Linked DNA regions of Mus musculus: region 1 is linked to region 2. Evidence: chromatin contacts called from public HiChIP or PLAC-seq data. All regions are on one chromosome and are shown on one strand. Each heading gives the region's core, a stretch centred on a gene start, on an enhancer-like site or on the middle of the called end of the contact. The rest is flanking DNA. Distances are from core to core; before and after follow the strand shown.

What was found. HiChIP or PLAC-seq counts read pairs in DNA pulled down with a chosen protein or histone mark.
Region 1: a contact with region 2 is called in a RAD21 HiChIP or PLAC-seq map of pro-B cells, with 6 times the contacts expected there. The contact joins the enhancer-like site here to the promoter of Fahd2a in region 2. A contact is called at or near these places in 6 of 39 promoter capture datasets (the 3T3-L1 cell line, the C10 cell line, the HPC-7 cell line and 3 more), 2 of 15 datasets of contacts at CTCF or cohesin (pro-B cells and stem cell-derived epiblast-like cells), 35 of 484 Hi-C or Micro-C datasets (the 63-12 cell line, B cells, CD4 T cells and 17 more) and 3 of 115 datasets of contacts at active chromatin or transcription factors (embryonic stem cells, large pre-B cells and stem cell-derived neural progenitor cells).

What each region holds. Positions count from the first base shown.
Region 1 is chr2:127,164,315-127,169,380 of GRCm38.p6, forward strand. No RefSeq gene overlaps it. Among named protein-coding and RNA genes, the nearest start is that of Itpripl1, 23 kb to the left of the region's middle. Within about 2 kb of position 1,542, at least 17 of the 459 cell types and tissues checked have an H3K27ac peak or open chromatin away from gene starts, as enhancers often do. A contact at or near this core is called in the 63-12 cell line and pro-B cells, where this site is marked.
Region 2 is chr2:127,441,482-127,446,510 of GRCm38.p6, forward strand. It overlaps Fahd2a (fumarylacetoacetate hydrolase domain containing 2A), which reads right to left and starts at 3,084. Exons shown (of 8, transcript NM_029629.2): 1 at 2,936-3,084; 2 at 393-643. The coding sequence starts at 637.

The DNA.
Region 1 (5,066 bases), core at 292-2,791, 280 kb before region 2:
TTGTTTCTTCTCAGTTTCCTTGGAAATCACCAGCACTGCATGATTGTTTTCCAGGGGCTGTGAGTCCTACACAGAGCAGTGAACTGGTCCAAGGATATCCTGGACTGCAGACCAGAATGAACTTTCCTACAGGGCACAGACAGAAGGATGATTAGTTGAATATGTGTTTGAACATCACCCAGGCTACAGAGCAAGTTCCAGGATGGCCAGTGCCACACAGAGAAGAAAGTTAGTTTCAAAAAAGCAAAGAAACTGAAGGAAAATAAGACAGAAAGGTAGAAAGAAAGCTAGAAAGAAAGAAAGAAAGAAAGAAAGAAAGAAAGAAAGAAAGAAAGAAAGAAAGAGAAAGAGAGAGAGCAAGAGAAGGGAAAAGAGAGAGTGGGGAGGAAACATGCGAGGAAGAAACAAAGATGGGTAGAAGTTAGGGCAAGAAGAAAAATGAATTAATCAAGAAGACAAAACAGAAAAACAAAGCCCCCAAATGGATAAAGTCACATAAACAGAAATCTAGACCTCTGAGCTTGCGCAAAGAAAACAGCAGGAAAGAATTCACTATCTGGAAGTGTACCTGATGGACAATGCCGAGGTCCAAACAACCATCAAAGTCCAAATCCAATCCAACCACCAACTCTTACAGATCACCACCAAACAGCTCTCTGTACAGGACACAAACTAGCCCCAGAGAGTTCATTATACTGTCTGTCATTCCGCACAATGGCTGCCTGTGAGATCAGAGTATTAGTGACTTCTCAGAGCTGGCACAACCCAAAGTGGCTTTTTCCCACTTCTTAGTCCCATTGGGATTCTCTTTATCTGTTACTGTCCATTTCTCTGAGACAAATGCCCTGACAAGAGGCGCTTTGAGGGAGGAAGAGCTTTATTTAGGCTCACGCTATGAGGGCATTGCTAGGAGTGTTAGGGCTCCTCTTCTTGGGGTTTTAAATTCCTGCCAAAAAGAATTTAGGAACAGAATTAAAAGAAGCTCTGGCATAACTTTCTTCAAGTGTGAGGGACAGACAGAAAAACAGTTTCCAGCAAGAGCTTGAAGAGGCTGGGAGAAAGTCTTCTGCTGTGGAGTCCAGCAAGTAAGCCATGTGGTAGGACCAGGTCTAGAGGCTTCAGAGCATGTGACAGGAATTCCAGAGTGTTCAGGGATATAGGAATACTTCACAGAGCAGGGGCTGGTACTTACTGCAAAGAAATAGAATGAGAAAGGACTGAAAACTCTAAGCAGGCCTTGTACTCATTAGGGAAAGCTGGAAGTGACAGTCTTTAGCAGGGGCGTTTGGAAGCATTAGGGATATAATTGCTCCTCCCATTTTCATAGGACGGCTTCAGTTGAGACAGCTTTCATTTGTGATGATCTCCTGGCCAAGCCCAGATTTTCTACACGTACACACTGCATTTACTTTTAGTAAAAAGATTCGAGAATAATATGTAACTTTTTGAGGCCTTTTAAATGACAAAACATAAGCAGGGTCAGATATTCTGCATTGTGATGAAGAGGAAGTGACAAAAATGTCGAAAGACAGAATCCCCTGGGATATGCTGAGGTCACTGTGTTCTCTTGCATGAATGTTAACTCCTTTCTTATCGTGCTGTCTCTATTTGAATGCCTGCTGTGGCTCTGGGTTTTGAATATGGCTTCCTTTTCAGTTGTGAAACTAGGTTTTCTGGAAATGTCAAATCTGTTTTGAAGGTTTTAAGTACTGAGTGACTGATTGGAACTTGATGATTCTGAGAAGTGGAGTTTTATTGTTGAAGCAAATACTGTCTTTGGTCATCATGAGTCATTTCCATCTATTAGTCTAGTCTTTATGTACCCATGCATCCTTGTGGCCTTCAGGCCAAACATTTACAGTGTTTGGAGGAAGCCACAAACTCCCTCTAACCCTAAGCCCTGCTGGCTGTAAGACAGCAAATAAAATCTATAGTAGAGTCTCTCTACTATATCTGATGCTTGCATTGACTCTGAAATATTTTTTTCTGTGACCATGAATGTTATATACTAATGGGGGAACCTTAGCTTTTTGGAGAAGGCTGAATCTACATTCACTGGCATGGTCACTCACTTTTAGCTTCAAATAACCTGTTTCTTCCTATCTGTGGTGAAAGATCTGTATTTTAACTTAACAACATCAACCACTAGATGTCAGGCTTGTCCTGAAAATTGCTCTGTTGCCACTTTTAAATGAAATTTACAGCAGGCAGCTCAGATCTTAAAGAGAATCAGAGTGAGGTAACACAATCACAAAATAACTCAAATGATATGTACTCACTGATAAGTGGATATTAGCCCAGAAACTTAGGATACCCGAGATATAAGATACAATTTGCAAAACACATGAAACTCAAGAAGAACGAAGACCAAAGTGTGGACACTTTGCCCCTTCTTAGAGTTGGAAACAATCACCCATGGAAGGAGTTACAGAGACAAAGTTTGGAGCTGAGACAAAAAGATGGACCATCTAGAGACTGCCATATCCAGGGATCCATCCCATAATTAGCCTCCAAACGATGACACCATTGCATACACTAGCAAGTGTTGGCTGAAAGGACCCTGATATAGCTGTCTCTTGTGAGACTAGGCCGGGGCCTAGCAAACACATAAGTGGATGCTCACAGTCAGCTATTGGACGGAACATAGGGCCCCCCAATGGAGGAGCTAGAGAACGTATCCAAGGAGCTAAAGAGATCTGCAACCCTGTAGGTGCAACAACATTATGAACTAACCAGTACCCCGGAGTTCTTGACTCTAGCTGCATATGTATCAAAAGATGGCCTAGTCGGCCATCACTGGAAAGAGAGGCCCATTGGACACACAAACTTCATATGCCCCAGTACAGGGGAATGCCAGGGCCAAAAAAATGGGAATGGGTGGGTAGGGAAGTGGGGGACTTTTGGGATAGCATTGGAAATGTAATTGAGGAAAATACATAATAATAAAATATATATATATATAAGAGAATCAGAAAGCACATAGATGAGCAAACATCTTGAGTTCTTTCTAAGAAAAATAAAAGAGAAGAAAAAGCTGCTAGTTGTGTGTTATATGATAGTGTGGAGATTTAAGCAAAGACTAAATTCCCCACAAAGAGGGAGCAGAGAGCAGATCTGTATTAGTGTGTGTGTGTGTGTGTGTGTGTGTGTGTGTGTGTGAGAGAGAGAGAGAAAGAGAGAGAGAGACTTCTATGTTGCAGTCTGACTAACACAACAATGACCAGCTATGAATGGAAAGCCTAAAACTCTAGTCGTTGCTCAGTCCCACAAGGCTGGATGTTTCAGCTGGTCTTCTGTATAAAGTGCAATCCTGAAAAAGTGGGCTCCAGCAGATGTGCTGTCAAGTACGTGCAAGCAGAGGAAGAATGAACACATCTCCCTTCTTCTGCTACTCTCACGGAGGCCCCAGCAGGAGATGGAGCTCAGACTAAGACTGTGTCTAAGGATTCGGATTAAGGATGTGTGTTGCCCCTTGAACTTGTTGCATCCTGCCTCTGGGTCAGAGGTGTGCCCTCCATTTCTAGACTGTAGTTCATTCCAGACAATTCCTTATAAAGTGTTTTTTTTTTTTTTTTTTTTTTTTTTTTGAGAACGCTCTATTCCAAGGCCCATTTTGAACGGGTCCTTTATTTATTTATTTATTTATTTATTTATTTATTTATTTATTTATTTCCACTTTGGCTTGTTGATATATATATGTGTGTGTGTGTGTGTGTGTGTGTGTGTGTGTGTGTGTGTGTTAGATGCATAGCTAGGAGTGCTTCCCTTCCATTTAGTGGACTTCCTATTCACTCTGTTGATCATTTCTTCAGCTCTGCAGAAGCTTCTTAGTTTCATGACTTCCTCGTTGTCAACTTTGGCCTTAATTCTTGGGCAAATAGTGTCTGAGTTCTAGCTTCCAGGGTATCAGAATTTGCATGCAAACTTCCAAAGTAGGGAGAAAAACAACAGTCCCTACCCTTTTGTGACATCTATGAAACATGACAGCCACCAACATAGCATTGTAATCATCACAGTGAAGTAGTAGTGCGCATACATTGGCTGTAATTCACAACTCTCTAATTGGAATTAAGACCCCCCTCAACAGGAGGAAGACCTTTCCTAGTATTGGAAACCCAGTAAACTACTCAATGTTAGTTGAATTGGTTAACGAGGGAGAATCTAACCCCTTAATTTACTAACTCAGCATAACCTGTAGCAACAATCTATGAACATTTGTCCTTTTACTCACAGATAAGTGGAGTCATCCCCTCACCAGGGAAAGTTCTCTTTGCAACAGATAGAGATCACTAAAGAAACTAAGTACCAATAAAAGTTCAAAGTCATGGAGCACAATCCTAGTTGCTACAGCTACAAAGTCCTCCTACTCCCAAGGGTTAGCAAAGAAAAACCTTATAGATTGTAAGGGTTACAGGATTGAGGAGGTTGCTTTGTGCTGAGGATTTGGTGTCTGGGAATGTCCCTTTAACTCTCATTATTCTCCACTGATTATCACTGTCGTCCGCATGATTACCACACTGCTCCATGTTATCTGGTATCTTCAAGAGGTTCTGCACATACATTCAATAATAAAGTTTAGGATCCAATTGGAGATAATCTTGCTGCACACAGTCTGGATGATCTCCGGTTAGACTTGGTGTGACTAATACAATAATCAGTTCAGGTGAATCTGCAAGTAGATGCAGAAAACCCGGAAAACTCAGTCAGTAACCCCAGTGCTGTAAAGAGATCAAGTTGTAGAAAAATAAACTACTGTGATAATTTTCTGTACAGTGCATCCTTTATTTCACAGTTTATATTCAATCCAGGACTGTGTCCAGAAAACTTAGGACACTTCATTCTTAAGGCCAGAAATGAAGAGACACCAAAGAATAAACAGACACAGAGAAGGAGCTTTTACTGAGAGCTACCCATCTACAAATAAGAATGAAACTAACCTGACATGTCTACTAGATCTTCTTCCCCTGCCCTTGAAGAGCATCCTTGGGAGGGTTCTAAGCTCCTATTTTTACTTTCACAGTTACTGTGGTACAATGAATAGGAATGACCACTATAGACTCATATGA
Region 2 (5,029 bases), core at 1,834-4,333:
AGCCTCTTGACAGCCAATATAATGAGGTAAGGTCCTGACTACACAATCAAATAAATTAATCACCTCCTCTGAACCTCAGTTTCCCTCTCTTTAAATTGAAAGTGTTGTTTTATAAGGTCGTATACACCTCTAATTCAGTCCCAGCATTCAAGGGGTTAAGGCAGAAAGCTCTCCAGTTCAAAGCCCGCCTGGGCTACAGAGCAAGACCCTGTCTCAAAAATGCAAAGATTTATATTTCTATTAGCTCTTTACTAAAAGGACAAATGAAAGACAGACAGTGGGATCCCCTGCTCCTTTGCAGGGGAGCTAGCTACCTTCTGGTTCTGATTCTCGGGGCAGGAGAAGGGGATGGGAGGAGGGAGGAACTAGGGCAAGACTGCCTGCTTACTTACCTTCTTGCCACTGAAAGGGTGGTCTCTCCTTGCTCCAGGAACTGCACCATTGTCTTAGGGAGTGTTGAGTCAAAAGCATTTAAGTCTACAACTCCCCCACCAACCCCTGACTCCAGACCCAGGTGAGGCTCTTCCAGGTGAGGTGCCTGGAACTGTACCAGTCTCATGTTTCTGGAGGGTTGACAGGGCCTCTTCTGAACCTGCAGCAGAGCTGAGAACAGCCTCCTCCTCCCAAAGCCCAGCATCAAAGCCTAAAAGGAGAGAAGCAGCCACAGGAGACAGAGGACTATAGAACTGTCATGAAGATCCCTTCATGAAGGAAAGAAGCAGCCACAGGAGACAGAAGACTATAAACCGTCATGAAGATCCCTTCGCTCCTTTGCCCCAGCAAGCAGTCCCAGCATGCCACTTGGGAAGTGCTCGCACAGGTCATTTCACCCTGTCATACTTCAAAAAGCCAGAGTACAGATGACTAGGCCAGGCTTTAAGCTAGCTCCGGGGATCCCAGCCTTGCCTCAACCAGTGTTTCCTGAAAGTTCCCACCACTGCAGGCAAGTGGGAAACACAGCAGGCTAACTCGGACCTGCCGTCTTGCATGTGGGGTAACAGATATGAGCGACTGATGTACACAGGCCTCAGATGTTGAGATGATGTTATGAAGATGGCCAGGCCGCTACCTCTAGCTTTTAGAGGATGTCCCCCTTCACTGGGGAAGGCTAAGGTGTGCAGGACTAGGACTCAGCCCCAAGTTAGGCAAATGGCTATTGCTAGAAATGGCTTCCCAGCTACCTCATGCAACTTTTAAAAATACTTGGTCCTGTTGCCTTTTGAGTTAAACACTTTCTTCTGCTCACATGCTCAAGCTAGAACCCCAGCCAGCTTGGCTTAGGAGCTACCCTCCATCACCTCTAGTAGGTACCAGTTTCTGCTGCTGGTGAACAGGGAGACTCAGGGCACCAAGAGCCCAGATACTTGGCTTCACACATTGCTTAGCTATCTCCCTGGGTTCAGTAGCAATGTCTGTCTCTTTAACTACTGAGCCTACACTGTTGCTGCTGTGTATGGAACACAGGCTTGCACTGCCTCTGTCCACTGAACAGATGGAAGGTGCAAGGGACTTGACTTTTCACTTCTTGGAAAAGCCTAGTGATGATCAACTTTGGGACGTGGCCCATGTCTTCCTTCTTCAGATCCAGACCTCTTGGATACCATTGAAAAGGTTCAGGGCCTGCTATGAGTTCCAGGCTCCACCCAAAGTTAAGCTTCATTATCGTGCTGCCTTTGTTTTTAATGGTACAGGTGCCGGCCTGGAAGGCACATGCTAGCTTGAGCTATTCCCCAGATAATCTGCACTCTATATCCTCACTCATTCCCTTTCTTTGTCTTAATCTAGGTCTGGTCTTCATTCCCTGTCAGAGTCCTCTCCCTTCTGGATAGCTTTCTTTTAAAACCAGTGTGGGGCTAGGAAGACAGCATGGCTGGTAAAATGTTTCCACTGAAAGCCTGAAGATCAGTTAAATCCCCAGAACCCACATAAAAAAGTTTGTACACAGTGGTCTATGCTTGTAATCCCAGTGCCGGATAGGTGGAGACAGGTAGATTCCTGGGGCTTGCTAGCCAGCCAGTCTAGCCTAATTGTTGAGTTTCAGGCCAATGAAAAACTCTGTCTCAAAGACTAAAGTACGCGTACGCGCACACGCACACGCACACACACACACACACACACACACACACGTCTTTATACTAAAAATGAGAGAGACTGCTAGACGTAGCTCCGTCAGTTCAGGGCTCTTGGTCCTCACCTGGTTGAGCCAACCTACCCTGTTCAGGATCACCAGAGTGCCAGCTTGCAAGTCTGGCCAGAAAACCAAAGGCTTTCCATCTCCTGCTCTGTCGTTTTACACAAGTACCGCCATGCCACAGTCCAAAGGCTGGTCCAGCATATGTGACCAGTCACACCATACACTAAAACAGTACTGTCCCAGGGAAAGCCAAGTGTCTCACTTGTGAGGTCTACTATAATTCTCTTGACGGTGGCTTGGCAGGTGCTGCTGGTCCAGTTTTACAGATGAACAAGCCAAGGCTTGGATAGGGTAAGAGGGGTTTGGTTTGCCTAAGGTTCAAGGGTCTTACAGCTAAAAGAAAATTGGCATTTGAATCCATGTCTAGATGACATTGAAGTTCTTAATTCAAAAGCAAGATACTTCTCAAGCAAGATAATCTAGTTTCAATCCTGCCTACTCCTCTCAGGTCCTAACTGCTACCAGCCCATGGTCATGGCCGTGGAGGTAAGGCAGAACACCTGCTCTCTGATAACTCTAAGCCCCGCTGATGATGAATCTGTGACGGGCGCTCACAGGTTATTTCATTCTCTCGAATCACTATGACTCGCAGCACAAAGGTCCCTTAGCAAACAGCACAGCAATGGGCAGCTTGAGGCGCTGCGCCGTGCGTGTGACCCTGCTGATCTGGGAACCGAGGTCAGCCACTCGGCTCCCAACGTCCGGTTCAACTCCCTCTGAGTTGGCCTAGCCTCAGTTTACCTGGTCGTTGCAGCCGGACTTGTCCGGCTTCCTGCGCTGTCAGCGGACGCCTGCGGAGCCGCAGGACAAGAGGGGAGGGCGGAGAAGCCACAGCCAGTACCGCTGCAAGCACTTAACTCTTCTCCAAGGAATATAGGGACCGCCCCTTCGCAGTCGCGATATGGTGACGTCACGAAGCTGTCGCCACCAGGAGGACACCTGCTTCCTCCCGGAAGTCCGCCCTCCTGCTGTTAGGTACTTCTTTTAGCCACAGAACTTCCAGCAGGTGCCTAGTGTGTGCATTTGGGGAGACCGTGGCTGGCTCCAGGGTGACCCTGGGATACCCAGGCTCGGAGAGAGCGCATCCGACCTTTGAGCTTCTAATTCTGGCCAGGCGCTGCTTCTGGGCCAGGCACCTACTCATAGTTGTCCAGGAAGCACTCTGGTAGACAGTAACAAGTAGTTTTGTGCTCTAATGTTGACCCACCAAGGACAGGGATGTCTATATGTGTTGTATTCGTGGAGAAAACATAAAGGCTAGGAGTGATTTTGCCCATGATGGCTCCTGAGCCAGTAAGGGCTCGTCCAACCACTTATTTAGTTGTCTTGGCAGGTATGAAGCGATTCTGAAGGCAAAAGACACTTGTGTCCTTCCTTCAGCTACTGGGCTTTCCCCCATGAATCTTGTGTGCTGGGGGAAAGAAAAGACTGAAGCTTGTGTGTGCCAGCTAGAGGAGGAGTTTTGTCACCCAGTAAGCTATATCACAGATTTGGCAACTGGTCAGACTATCTTGTGGGATAGACTGGAACTGAGATAATGGTGGATCAATAACCGGCAAGACCACACCTTGACCAAGACTGCTTAGTTATGTACACCACTTGCTTTCTATTTGAGAATCTGAACCTCATGTCGGGACTCCAAAGATGGACTTTGGGGAGTCACTGAACCTTTTCCCCTTTCCTTTCTTGTCTTTTCTCTTTTCTTTCCAGTGTGACCACATTGGCAAAGTCGTAGCCAGCTTTTCACCATTTTTTCTTTAATGCACACAGTGAAGACAGATGGTGGCCTGTCTACTTTTTAGGCTTGTCAGGGCTCACCAACTTCACCTACTTGTAGCAGCACCCTGTTCTTCACGAACCTTATTTTAGGGGGAAAAGGGTGTGTGTGGGGTGATGGGCAAGTCCAGGCAGCAGGCATTCGGGTGGAAACATCCTCTACAACCACACCCCGAGTCCTCTGGCCTATGAAAATGTAAAGGGGACTCTGAGAAGGAGCCTCCTAAGTGAATCAAGGTCCAGACAGAGCATCCGAGGCTTCCATTGCCCCAGGAAGAAGCACAGGCTTTTATTAGATTCCTCTTATTTTTTCCCAGTGAGGCTTTTTTTTTTTTTTTTTTTTTTTTTTTTTTTTTTTTGGTTTTGGTTTTTTGAGACAGGGTTTCTCTGTGTAGCCCTGGCTGTCCTGGAACTCACTCTGTAGACCAGGCTGGCCTCGAACTCAGAAATCCGCCTGCCTCTGCCTCCTGAGTGCTGGGATTAAAGGCATGCACCACCACACCTGACTTCTTTTTTCTTTTAACACCAATGTTTTCAATCCTAGAAAAAGACCAGGGCTTTCCTTCCTGTGTGATTTTGTTTTTCTTCTTCATAGTTCATGATGTCAGCTGAGGTTGACAGCACAATGAAACCAAACCGATGTGACAGGAGCAGGCGATTTTGCTATGCTCTAGGTCTTGGAGCTGCACATCAAACCTGGGACTCATCACTCCATGGTTGCTTAGCCTGCTTGTGGGGTTGACAACATTCTTCCTAGCTCTGATATCAACGATTACAAATTCTCAGGTAAAATCAGGCTTCATCCTCACAGTTAGAAACTGGACAATAACTTCAGAGCATGCCAATAAGGGACTGACATCTGCTTCTTTCTTCAGTGTTGTTGATTGTCTTGAGAGTTCAGCCAGGACATTCATGTGTACTGTTGATGGTGGCATGGACGGCTGGCAGAAAGAGAGGAGGTGGGCTGGAGAGATGGCTCAGTGGTTGAGAGCACCTGCTGCTCTTTCAGAAGACCTGGTTTGAGTTTCAGGACCTACATGGTGCCTCACAACGAGCTGT